Linked DNA regions of Pan troglodytes: region 2 is linked to region 1. Evidence: chromatin contacts called from public Hi-C data. All regions are on one chromosome and are shown on one strand. Each heading gives the region's core, a stretch centred on a gene start, on an enhancer-like site or on the middle of the called end of the contact. The rest is flanking DNA. Distances are from core to core; before and after follow the strand shown.

The links. Hi-C and Micro-C count contacts between places; a contact is called where the count stands out from the background.
Region 2: a Hi-C map of stem cell-derived neural progenitor cells shows a contact between it and region 1, with 4 times the contacts expected there. The contact joins the promoter of VAMP1 here to the promoter of CD9 in region 1. A contact is called at or near these places in 1 of 7 Hi-C or Micro-C datasets (stem cell-derived neural progenitor cells) and 1 of 1 datasets of contacts at active chromatin or transcription factors (stem cell-derived excitatory neurons).

What each region holds. Positions count from the first base shown.
Region 1 is chr10:13,376,173-13,381,903 of NHGRI_mPanTro3-v2.0_pri, reverse strand. CD9 (CD9 molecule) reads right to left here and starts at 1,987. Exons shown (of 9, transcript XM_508947.8): 1 at 1,669-1,987; 2 at 1,183-1,364. The coding sequence starts at 1,248.
Region 2 is chr10:13,651,859-13,656,966 of NHGRI_mPanTro3-v2.0_pri, reverse strand. VAMP1 (vesicle associated membrane protein 1) reads left to right here and starts at 2,861. Exons shown (of 9, transcript XR_010147949.1): 1 at 2,861-3,424.

The DNA of each region.
Region 1 (5,731 bases), core at 738-3,237:
TTTTTGTTACAAGACTCTGGTGGCATGCACCTGTTTCTACATCCATCTATCTTGAGAGTGGCATAGAGACTCTCTTCCTGCCTGCAGAGCGGCAAGTATTGTCATGTGTGTGCAGGGAATGTGGCTATAGAAACAAGGACACAAGGGTTTCCTATTTCTTGTTTCTGTCGCCTCTCAGCCTTCCCATTTGTAGAGGCTGAGTGGCCTGCAGCAGGTGTCCCTGGAGCTCCTGGCCCCGCTGGCCTCTCCAGATGAACGTCCGCTCTGCGCCCTGCCTGGCCTTGGGTGGGCCGCCTGGGCTGGCGGGGAGGGGAGAGGGCAAGGCCAAGGCTCTCCTGGGCGGGCAGCTGGCTGGCACCTGATCTCTCCCGGAAATGCACACACAGGACTCATCCCACTAGAGGCGCAGATAGGTATCTGCCCCCTCCTCTCCCGAACTCTGAGTTCTCTCCAGTGAAGATACTTATCGTCCTTGAAAGAAATCAAGACAAGCTAGTCTTTCAGGTAGCTACCAGGGAGTTTGGCGCTCTCACGGTGGCTCAGAATCAAAGTCTGAGGGAACGGGGGCCTGCGAGGTTCCTCCTCAAGGGTGGAGGGGCCCCCGACTCTCAGGGACTGGGTCCCGGGGCCGGACCCGCGGCCGAGGCACCCCTGCCGCTCCTGCATAAAAGTGAGAGCCGCTCTTGGCTGAGCTCTCGCCGTGCCCGCACCCTCCCTTCCTGGCGCCCCCTACTACCTGGGAGACCCCACCCGGTCACGAGCCATACTGCTCGCCACAGTCCTCCAGGGCCTTGGCCCAAAGAGGGGTGCTCCGCTTCTCCCTGCCTTCCCCTCTGGCACTCGGAGGGGCTTGGGCTGGGAGCAGACACACACCCCAGCTCAAATCCTAGGCGAGCTCAAGTGCTCAGGACCCTCCCGCACGCCTCATCTCACGAGGGCCCGGCTCCCCACGCCGGCTGGGCGGTGATGAGCCCCCACCCGAATGCGCCCGTCGCGGCCGTCCCGCCCGGCTCTGGACCCGGCCTTGGAGCCAGCTGGCAGCCGCAGGGCGCTCTCTCTTCCCGCCCGGTGCCTGCCCGGTGCGGGCAGTGCCAGCTGCCGGCACTCGCAGCCGCGGCCAGTGTCCGGGGCCCGCGAACAGGTGGCCCCTGAGAGGAGCGCGCGGCAGTCGCGCTCACTCACCCAGAAGATGAAGTTAAATCCGAACAGCAGGTATTTGATGCACTTGGTGCCTCCTTTGACCGGCATGGTGAGGGCTAACTTAGCCTGGGCCGAACGGGTGCGGGACTGGGGGGCGCGCGCAGCTGGGACTGGCGGGACCTGGCGCTGGACACAGATGCAGGCGGCTGTAGGCTGGTCTCCGGCTGCACTTTTAAAAAGTGCCACTCCTTAGGGCGCGCGACCCGCTGCGGTGCGCATGTGCCGGGAAAAGCCGCCCCCACTCCCCCCGCCGGCCACGCCTCCCGCCCCACCGGCCCCGCCCGGGCCGCACCCCCCCCCCCGCCCCCCGCCCCCGCCCAGGTCCGGCGAGCCCCGGCCCCAGCTGCCCCGCGGAGCCCGACCCTCTCCCTGTTTCCCCGCCTAGTCGCCCTAACCCCCACCCGCCACCCACTCCTTCTTCCAGCCGTCTTGGGGTCTTTGCAGGCAGCCACTCCCTGCCACTTTTACCGCGGACTTGCGTGGAGGCCTCGCCCTTCCGGTTCCCCCGCGTTTGGTCTGGGCGCCGGACCGGGCGTTCTGCTTTGGGAGACTCTTCCCCGGGTCGTCTGGGCTAAAGGCCCCTTGGCCAAGGCCTGCTGCCAGAGTGAGGGGCCCTTCTGCTTTGCGAGGATTTAAAGGGAAGCCGCCTGGCTTAATTTCGCCCTCGTCTGTCTCCTTGCAAACCTTCGCTCGCTGACCATACTTTTCACTGGGCACAGCATGTGGGGTAGGAGGAATTAGAAGCGCGCAGTCTGGGTGGGATGACAGATGGGAGGCTTTTGGAAGTAATTAGCAAGTACCTATCACCGAATAATAACACAGCTGGGGGCTGGGCAGTCCCCAAGCGCTTCCTGCACTTGAGGTTTAGTTGCCCCAGAGGGAAAAAGGGTTTGTAGAGGGCTTCTCTTTTTTCTCTACTCCTCCACCCCACCCTCCCTCCTGCGTCTTTGGACTTGCTCGCTGCTGCCTTGAACTGCTCCAGATGCCGAGCTTGGAGCGCTTCTCCTGAGCTCACAAACTTTCTGTGGCTCTCCAGATTCAAGGACCTAAGTCGAAATTCCTCGTCTTGCCCTCAAGGCCCTGTACAGAGCACTGATCTGACTTCTCCCGGACCCAGAGCCCACCCCACTCGCTGGCCGGCATGCGCCCTGGCTGGCTGGTCCCCCCCACGTCACTTGTAGGAATTCTGTGGATCTTTAAACACTCCTTTCCTGATTCTCTGGAGTGGACGAGGAGAGTCCCCTTCTTTTGAAGTCCCAGAATCCCTTTGTATTATTTTCAAAATGAAGTTTCCTTTACTGTCCTTTATGATTACAAAAGCAAGATACAGTCATTACAGAACCAACCGAAATACCAAGAAGTGAAAGGAACAGACCTCAAAATTCTGCTCACCGGAAACAGCCACTGTTAGCACATTGCTGTTATTTGCCTGTTTATTATCAGTAGACTTGTCTCATTGGTTCAAAAACATTTTTCAGTATCTATTAGGGTATTTCATTAGGGGTAGGAGCTGAAAAACGTGGATTAGCCCTTGTTTCTGCTCAGGGACCAGTGTGGGAGGAGACAGGCAGCCAGACAATGGTTTGAGGGTGATAGGTGCAGTTACGGGGAGAGGCTTGGGGGCTAAGAGGCTAAGGAGAGGCCTCTGACCCAGACTGGGAGATGATGCTGCAGAACCACAGGGAAAGTTGCCGCCAAGGGAGAATCCTGGGCAAAGGCTGGGGCAGGGGCTGTCTGGGCTCTGGGCTGGAGCCTGGAGTCACGGGGTGGTTTGTGGGAAGGTGAGAAAGAGCCTTGTGCTCCTGGACTTTGCACTCTGAGCATTAGGGGCCACCGAAAGGTTCAAGCAGGGGAACGGTTGGATCTGCTGTGTTTTCAGAGGTTCTCTGCCTGTGTTTTAGGTAGTTGGGTGGGGGAAGGCCGGAGGGGCAGTTAGGAAGCCCCTTGAGAACCAGGACCATTGTTGGCATCTCCAGTCCTTGGCTCAGTGCTTTAGGGGATTGCGTGGAACATGGAGATGTTGTATTTGGGGAGACACAATCAGGTAATATGAGGGGAGCAGTGGTAGATGAAAGTTGAGCTGAGGACCAGGTGCAAATCTGCTAGGAGGCTGTGGAGTAGTTCAGGTGAGAGAAGAATGAATGAAGGCGGGGCAATGGGATAAAGGCTGGAGAAGGCAGGGCAAAACCCCATGAGGTGTCAGGGCGGGAAGGGGAGGGAGAGATCAGAGGCAGAGAGCAGAAGCTAGTAACAAGTAGGGGCACAGGGCACATCCCCACGTCAATCTGAGTCCGGGAGGCTTCCCAGAGCAGGGGACATTGCAGCAGCTGACTTGACTTGGGAAGGTGGAGTCAGTAGTCAATGTGGAGGAGGGAATTCCAAGCAGAGGGAACTGGATATGCAAAGACACAGAAGCGGGCAGCTGGCTGCACTGGGGAAACCGATAGTGGTACATGGGGAGGAAGGAGGACAAGGAAGGAGAGGCAGGGCCTAAACTGAGCCTAATGCCAAGAGGACAAGCAGAGGAATTTTGGTGATGCTTGACTTTACACATCCTAACCAGTGTCCAGGATGATTCCAGCACAGAGGAGGAGTGTGAAGCACCCTGGAGGGTGGGAAGGAGGCCGGAAAACAGTCAGTGTTCCGTTGTGCCCTTTTGGGCCTGCGTCCATCTATCTTGGGAGACAGGTCTTAGGAAAAGAAAGATTTTATCGCATCTCCCCCTTCTCCCAAGTTAACAATTACTGGTGGGAGGAGTTCAGTAAATATTTAAGTTTATAATAGAAATGACTTATTAGGGTAAACGTGAGTGTTGACAGAGGAAATCCACAGGGAGGCCTTAGAACCTGCCTGCCACAGAAGCGCTGCAGAAACGCTGCCTGTTGCTCCTATTCCTATTATTGTTTACACTGAAGAAAGAATTGGGGTCAGCCTATATAGTTCAGTGCCACATTCGTATAATCAAGGCATCCTTTTTATGTGATGAGAGCATTGGGCCTGAAGTGAGGGGGTCTGAGTTCTACTCTTGGTTCTGACCCTTTGGTCTATGTTAGGCAGGCAGCCTCCTCTCTGGGCCTCAGTCTCCTCACCTGTACAAGAGTATTGTGAAAGGAAAATAAATCTTAGGACCCCAAAATCAATAAGCCAAAGGAAAAAATCAAGCTGGGAACTGCCACAGGCAAACCTGCCTCCCATTCCTAAATAAGATAGCTACAAAGATTTTTTAAAAAGCTATGCACTTCTCGGCCGGGCGCAGTGGCTCACGCCTGTAATCCCAGCACTTTGGGAGGCCAAGGTGGGCGGATCACGAGGTCAGGAGATCGAGACCATCCTGGCCAACATAGTGAAACCGCATCTCTACTAAAAATACAAAAATTAGCCAGACATGGTGGCGCATACCTATAATCCCAGCTACTCGGGAGGCAGAGGCAGGAGAATCCCTTGAACCAGGGAGTTGGAGGTTGCAGTGAGCCGAGATCGCGCCACAGCACTCTAGCCTGGTGACAGAGTGAGACTCTGTCTCAAAAAGAAAAAAAAAAAAAAGCTATGCACTTCTTGTTGGGCGCTGTGACTCACACCTGTGATCCACGCACTTTAGGAGGCCGACGCGGGAGGATCATGAGGTCAGGAGATCAAGACCATCCTGGCTAACACGGTGAAACCTCGTCTCTACTAAAAATACAAAAAAATTAGCCGGGCGTGGTCGCGGGCACCTGTAGTCCCAGCTACTCAGGAGGCTGAGGCAGGAGAATGGCGTGAACCCGGGAGGCAGAGCTTGCAGTGAGCCGAGATCGCGCCACTGCCCTCCAGCCTGGGGGACACAGCCAGACTCCGTCTCAAAAAAAAAAAAAAAAAAAAAAGCAGCTATGCACTTCTTTCACAATTTGCCCATGAGGAAATTTCTGGTGGACCCTATGATATTTGCCCTAAAACAGTTCTGTTGAATTTCACCATGACAATGTAAATTGATAGCATATCTTCACAGGTACAGAACAAAGGACAAAACTCAAAGTCATCCCTCTGCTCACCTGAGACAAATGCATATCTGATTGTTTCCTCCAATGTAAAAATGAAGATTCGCTGTGCTAGACAAGGCATAAGTGACTTATTTCTCTACCCTCCTCTGCCATGTAAATTGTGCATTCAGTGAGAGGATGATCAGTGACTCAAAAGAATGCAACTGTTTGTTTCTTACCTACCCACACCTTAAAAAAACTTTCTTCCTCTTTCCCCACCAGCCGCCTTTTAAATATTGAAGCTCCCAAAATCATCTTTGCAGAAGGCACAGATCTGCCTCCTGGGCGCCCATCTGTAACCTTGGCAAAATAAACTTTCTAAATTGATTGAGACCTGTCTCAGATACTTTTTGGTTCACAGCATTTTGGATCAGGAGGTGTCTTTCATTCCTCCTGACATTCTATGTCACAATAAACCTCTGGGCCAAAGTGCATTTGTTACAGGCAGTTAGTGCTACAGGCAACCAGGAAGGTGAGCGATGGAAAAATTATGTTTTGCCTTAACTGGAAGAGGA
Region 2 (5,108 bases), core at 1,612-4,111, 270 kb before region 1:
AGGAGAATGGCGTGAACCCAGGAGGTGGGGCTTGCAGTGAACCGAGATTGCGCCACTGCACTCCAGCGTGGGCGACAGAGGGAGACTCCGTCTCAAAAAAAAAAAAAAAAAAAAAAAGTTTAAAAAATGCCACCCCCACAACCCCGTTTTTTTGAGACAGGGTCTCACTCTGTTGCCCAGGTTGGAGTGCAATGATGTGATCATGGCTCACTGCTTTCTTGACCTCCTCAGGCTCAGGTAATCCTCCCACCTCAGCCTCCCAAGTAGTTGGAACTACAGGTGTGTGCCACAATACCCAGCTATATTTTTTTGTATCTATTTCTTGTAGAGACAGGATTTCACCATGTTGTCCAGGCTAGTCTTGAACTCCTGGGCTCAAGTGATCCTCCTGCTTTGGTCTCCCAAAATGCTGGGATTATAGGCGTGAGTCACCATTCAATGATTTTAAGTTGTTTTTTTTTTTTTTTTTTTTTTTTTTTGAGACGGAGTCTCGCCCTGTCGCCCAGGCTGGAGTGCAGTGGCGCAATCTCGGCTCACTGCAAGCTCCGCCTCCCGGGTTCACGCCATTCTCCTGCCTCAGCCTCCCGAGTAGCTGGGACTACAGGCGCCCACCATCACGCCCGGCTAATTTTTTTGTATTTTTAGTAGAGACGGGGTTTCACCGTGTTAGCCAGGATGGTCTCGATCTCCTGACCTCGTGATCCGCCCGCCTCGGCCTCCCAAAGTGCTGGGATTACAAACGTGAGCCACCGCGCCCGGCCCCGATTTTAAGTTTTTTTTCAGGGGAAAGTTGGTGGGGATAAATAGGCATTCATGCTGCCAGAAATATTTCCTCCCATTCTTTTTTCTTTTCTTTTTTTTTTCTTTTCTCTTTCTTTCTTTCTTTCTTTCTTTCTTTCTTTCTTTCTTTCTTTCTTTCTTTCTTTTTTTTTTTTGAGACAGTCTCATTCTGTTGTCCAGGTTGGACTGCAGTGGCAAGATCTCGGCTTACTGCAGCCTCCGCCTCCCGGGTTCAAGTGATCCTCCTGCCTCAGTCTCCCGAGTAGCTGGGACTACAGGCGTCCATGCCCAGCTAATTTTTGTATTTTTAGTAGAGACGGGATTTTGCTGCGTTAGCCAGGTTGGTCTTGAACTCCTGGCTTCAAGTGATCCGCCCTCCTTGGCCTCCCACATTTCTGGGATTACAGGTGTGAGTTACTGCGCCTGGCCCTTTTTCTTTTCTTTTGGAGATAGGGTCTCATTTTGTCACCCAGGTGGGAGGGCAGTGGCGTGATCTCGGCTCACTGCAACCGGAACATCTGGGCTCAAGCTGTCCTTCCGCCTCAGCCCCCCAAGTAGCTGGGACTATGGGAGTGAGCCACCACGCCCGGCCCCATTCTTTTTGTCTTTGGGGGCTTATAATTTTTTGCAAATTTTCCCAAATTGTCATTTTTCCCCCTAACTTGCCATTTTGATGTGGTTTCAGGAGGAGAATGGGATAAACACATATGATGAATGCATTATGTTTCCAAGTGCAATTGTTTCCTTAAGAAGACTTGTGGCATTTGGATAGATAACTTTGGTGGACTTTTTAGAGAATAGATGTAAAGGATGGCAAGACTGGAAGCAGAATGATGTATCATTGATCTTAGGAGGCACTTGGGTTTTTTTGTGTGTGCTTGTTTGTTTTTTTGCATTTCAATATCTTCTAATTGGGATGTTTCACTTTAGCTATTAGTCAGACAGCAGTCAAACTATATTTGTCATACCTGCTCATGAGCATCAAAGCTTGCCAAATGGGTGTCTGAGGCTTGGAAGAAAACTCTAGAGCCTGGAGAGGAACACTCTTAGGAAATGCTGCATCACCAAAGCCCTTATGAAATGCACAGAGGACTACATTGCGTGGAAATTCGTGGACATCCAAGACTGAGTCAAAAAAATGAATCATTAACAATCAGTCTCTGTGAAGTTTTAGGGATAGTTACCATGTTATTGTTTTCTATTTCCCTTTTTATGCATGCACAAGAGTGAAATATAGAAATCGGTATGTATATAAACCCATATTTTCAATACATGTAAAACAAAAATGCTAAGTGGTAAGGAAAGCATTTGTCACAGATAATTTGCAACCTTTTTTCTTTTTTTTTTGAAACAGGGTCTTGCTCTGTTGCCCAGGCTGGAGTGCAGTGGCGTGATCTCGGCTCACTGCAACCGCCGGCTCCCGGGTTCAAGCGATTCTCTTATCTCAGCCTCACGAGTAGCTGGGATTACAGGCGCCCGCCACCACGCCTGGCTGTTTTGTATTTTTAGTAGAGACAGAGGTTTCGCCATGTTGGCCAGGCTGGTCTCGAATTCCTGATCTCAGGTAATCTGCCTGACTCGGCCTCCCAAAGTGCTGGGATTACAGGTGTGAGCCACTGCGCCCGGCCTTGTAACCTTTTTTCTTAGCGGGACATAAAATAATGGTGAATTTTCCAACTGATGGAGTCCAGGAAAGGGATAATAGTGAGCAGAGGGGAGATAATCACTGGAATGCCAAGAAGGAAAAATCAACTCGACTTGGCAGATTACTGGGGGAGAGGTAAAAGTGAAGGGGAGGAAATCTAGGATGGTTTCCACGTTTCTGGTCTGGGCAACTGAGTCGATGTGGTAACCTCGACTGGAGCAGGTTTGGGAGGGAGTTCAATTTAGGAAGGCTATGTTGAAAGAAACGAATGAACGAAAGCTTCGTGCTTGCTTTGCTGGGACGGAACCCCGCATCCGGTATCTGGCACCGGGAGTTTGTGGCTGTGTCTCGAGGCTCCTGCACCCTCTCAGAGCGTTAGTCAGAGGCGGGGCGGTGGTGCGGAGCGAGGGCCAGAGCAGGGCACCAGGGCTGGGCGCGCACCAGGAAGCCACCGCCTCCAGCTGAATGCGCGAATCCCGGCGCGGGGTGGGGCAGGGGCGGGCACGGTCTTCAGTAACTGCCCAGCGATTGGTTGGGAGGCACCACAAATGCCTAACAAACTGCTGAAGCGCCCTCCGAAGGGACAGACCTCATCTCCACCCCGCCCCGTCCCTCCGCCAGACTGGAGCGCAAACTATGGTCGCATTGATCACTGAAGGACCCTCACAGCAACCGCTCCTTTCCGGAGTCGGATGAGAGGAGAGTTGTGACTGGCAATTGGCAGGGGCGGGGCGGGCTAGGCCTGTAGCGCTGGGCGACCGTCCTGGGCATGGATTGGGCCGCGGGGTTGTCACCGTTATCCGGGAGGCGTGGTCAGCACTAATAAAGGCGGGGGCCGGCGCGGCAGCTGCAGTAAGTTCCACCGCAGCTAGACCGCGGGGTGGTCGGCGCGAGGCGGAGCTTGGCAGTTCCGTCCACTTCAGCCGCAGCGTCCCTCGCCGGGTGTCTCGCCGCAGCCTCCGGAGAGGAACAGACCCTCACTCTCTCTGTCAGAAAAATGTGAGTTGACTCTGGTGTGGGGGCTCGGCACCTCCTTGACAACTCTCGCCCCAAGCTCCCGACTCTGCGGGACGGAAAATGGCGCAATGCAGCAGCTGCAGCAACGCGGGGAACTACCACCGCGCGCCGTCTCCGGACCGGGCCACCCCCAGGGAGGGGGGCCAGCACCCCATTCTCGCACCAGCCACAGCTAGCACCCCACGGGCGGGGCAGGGGCGCAGGGGTCCCACAATCATTGCACCCTCTCCTCTCGTCTGAGTGGCGCCTCATTCTGGTTTTGGTATAGTGGAGACTCGGAGAGGGCGGGGGCTGAGGGTGGTGGATGGAGACAACTGGGCAGGGGACTCGAAAGGTATTTCTGTCATCTGGCTAAATCACTACTCAGCGCCTCAGGAAAGACAGTCATGGGTGCAACTGCCAGTTGGTAACTTGTGTTGCCCTACAATCTCTGGACTTGTTTACCCCTCACCCAAAGTGTGATGTCTAGCCCCCCTCATGGCAGTGAGCAAAGCTGCAGAAACTTATCTGCCAGTTCTCTGGCACCAGGTGAGCAGCTCAGAAAGACTCAAGGGGTAGTGGGATAGTGGCCTGTCATCCCAAGCGGCTATTCATACCACGGCCATTCGTATAGGAGATGTTTTTCTATCACCGAGTCTTACCAAATAGTTGGAGGAGAAATAGGGAGAGCTGAGCTTTCCCCCTTTCCTCCAACACACACAGTTTAGTCTCCAGCAGTCTTCAACATCACCCCCTTCGCAAGATCCTGAGGGAAAACTACGGCTAAACAAACGAAGTACTTCTCTGTCAAGACCTCAATATGTCTAATACAGATTTTTCTTTCTGATTACTACCCTGGCCTGGTCCTAGATGTATTTATGTTGCTTCTCTAAGTGACAAAAAAGGGAAGGATTTACTTGTGTTACATAAGGGTTGTAATTATCCCTAGATATTTTACTGTTGAGTGTTTCCAACTCCCAACAAGTAGTAAGTGAAATTGGCCTTGCAAATACTTCATAGCCATTTCACTTTTTCTTTTTGATCTCTATGGTTTTAACCAGATATGAGTGTTCTATGCATTTTGGGCAAGCCGTAGAATTCCAGTTGTTTTCATTTTGGGGAGGGGGCTTCCAGATAGTATCTACGTGGGATGAACAGAAGGCAACAGAAAAATCGTGGTGGCTAGCGGGGCATCACGAGGTCTCTGACCTTAATCTTGTCATTGGTGCCACCATCCTGGACTGCTTCCAACACTGGCTGCTACCTACTCATTGAATTTTCTGCCTTAAGTCGAGAGCTAGATTGCTTAGCTAGCTCAGTGGCAGGACAAGAGTCTTGTGGCTCCCATGACTTTGTGTCTATCTTTGCTTTACCTCCTTTGCACCTTAGAGGGAAATGGAAAAGTGATTCTTCAAATGGGGAATGAGTCAGGTGTAATCTGCTACCATAGCCTCTCTGAGGAGTTATTCTCTTTCTTTTTAGACTAAAAGAAATTCACTTAATCAAGGAGAATGAGCTTCTGGGTATTAGTTCTATTGTAATTAGTCAAATAATTTCCTTTTAGGTGACTTTGTGGTTTCATTTTTGTTGCATTTACTCTTGGACTGCTCCTGTGAAGTATGTTTGGTGAGATTCTGCTTCTGTTTGAGGAGTTCTTACTGTAATTTCTATTCTCCATCAAATTTGA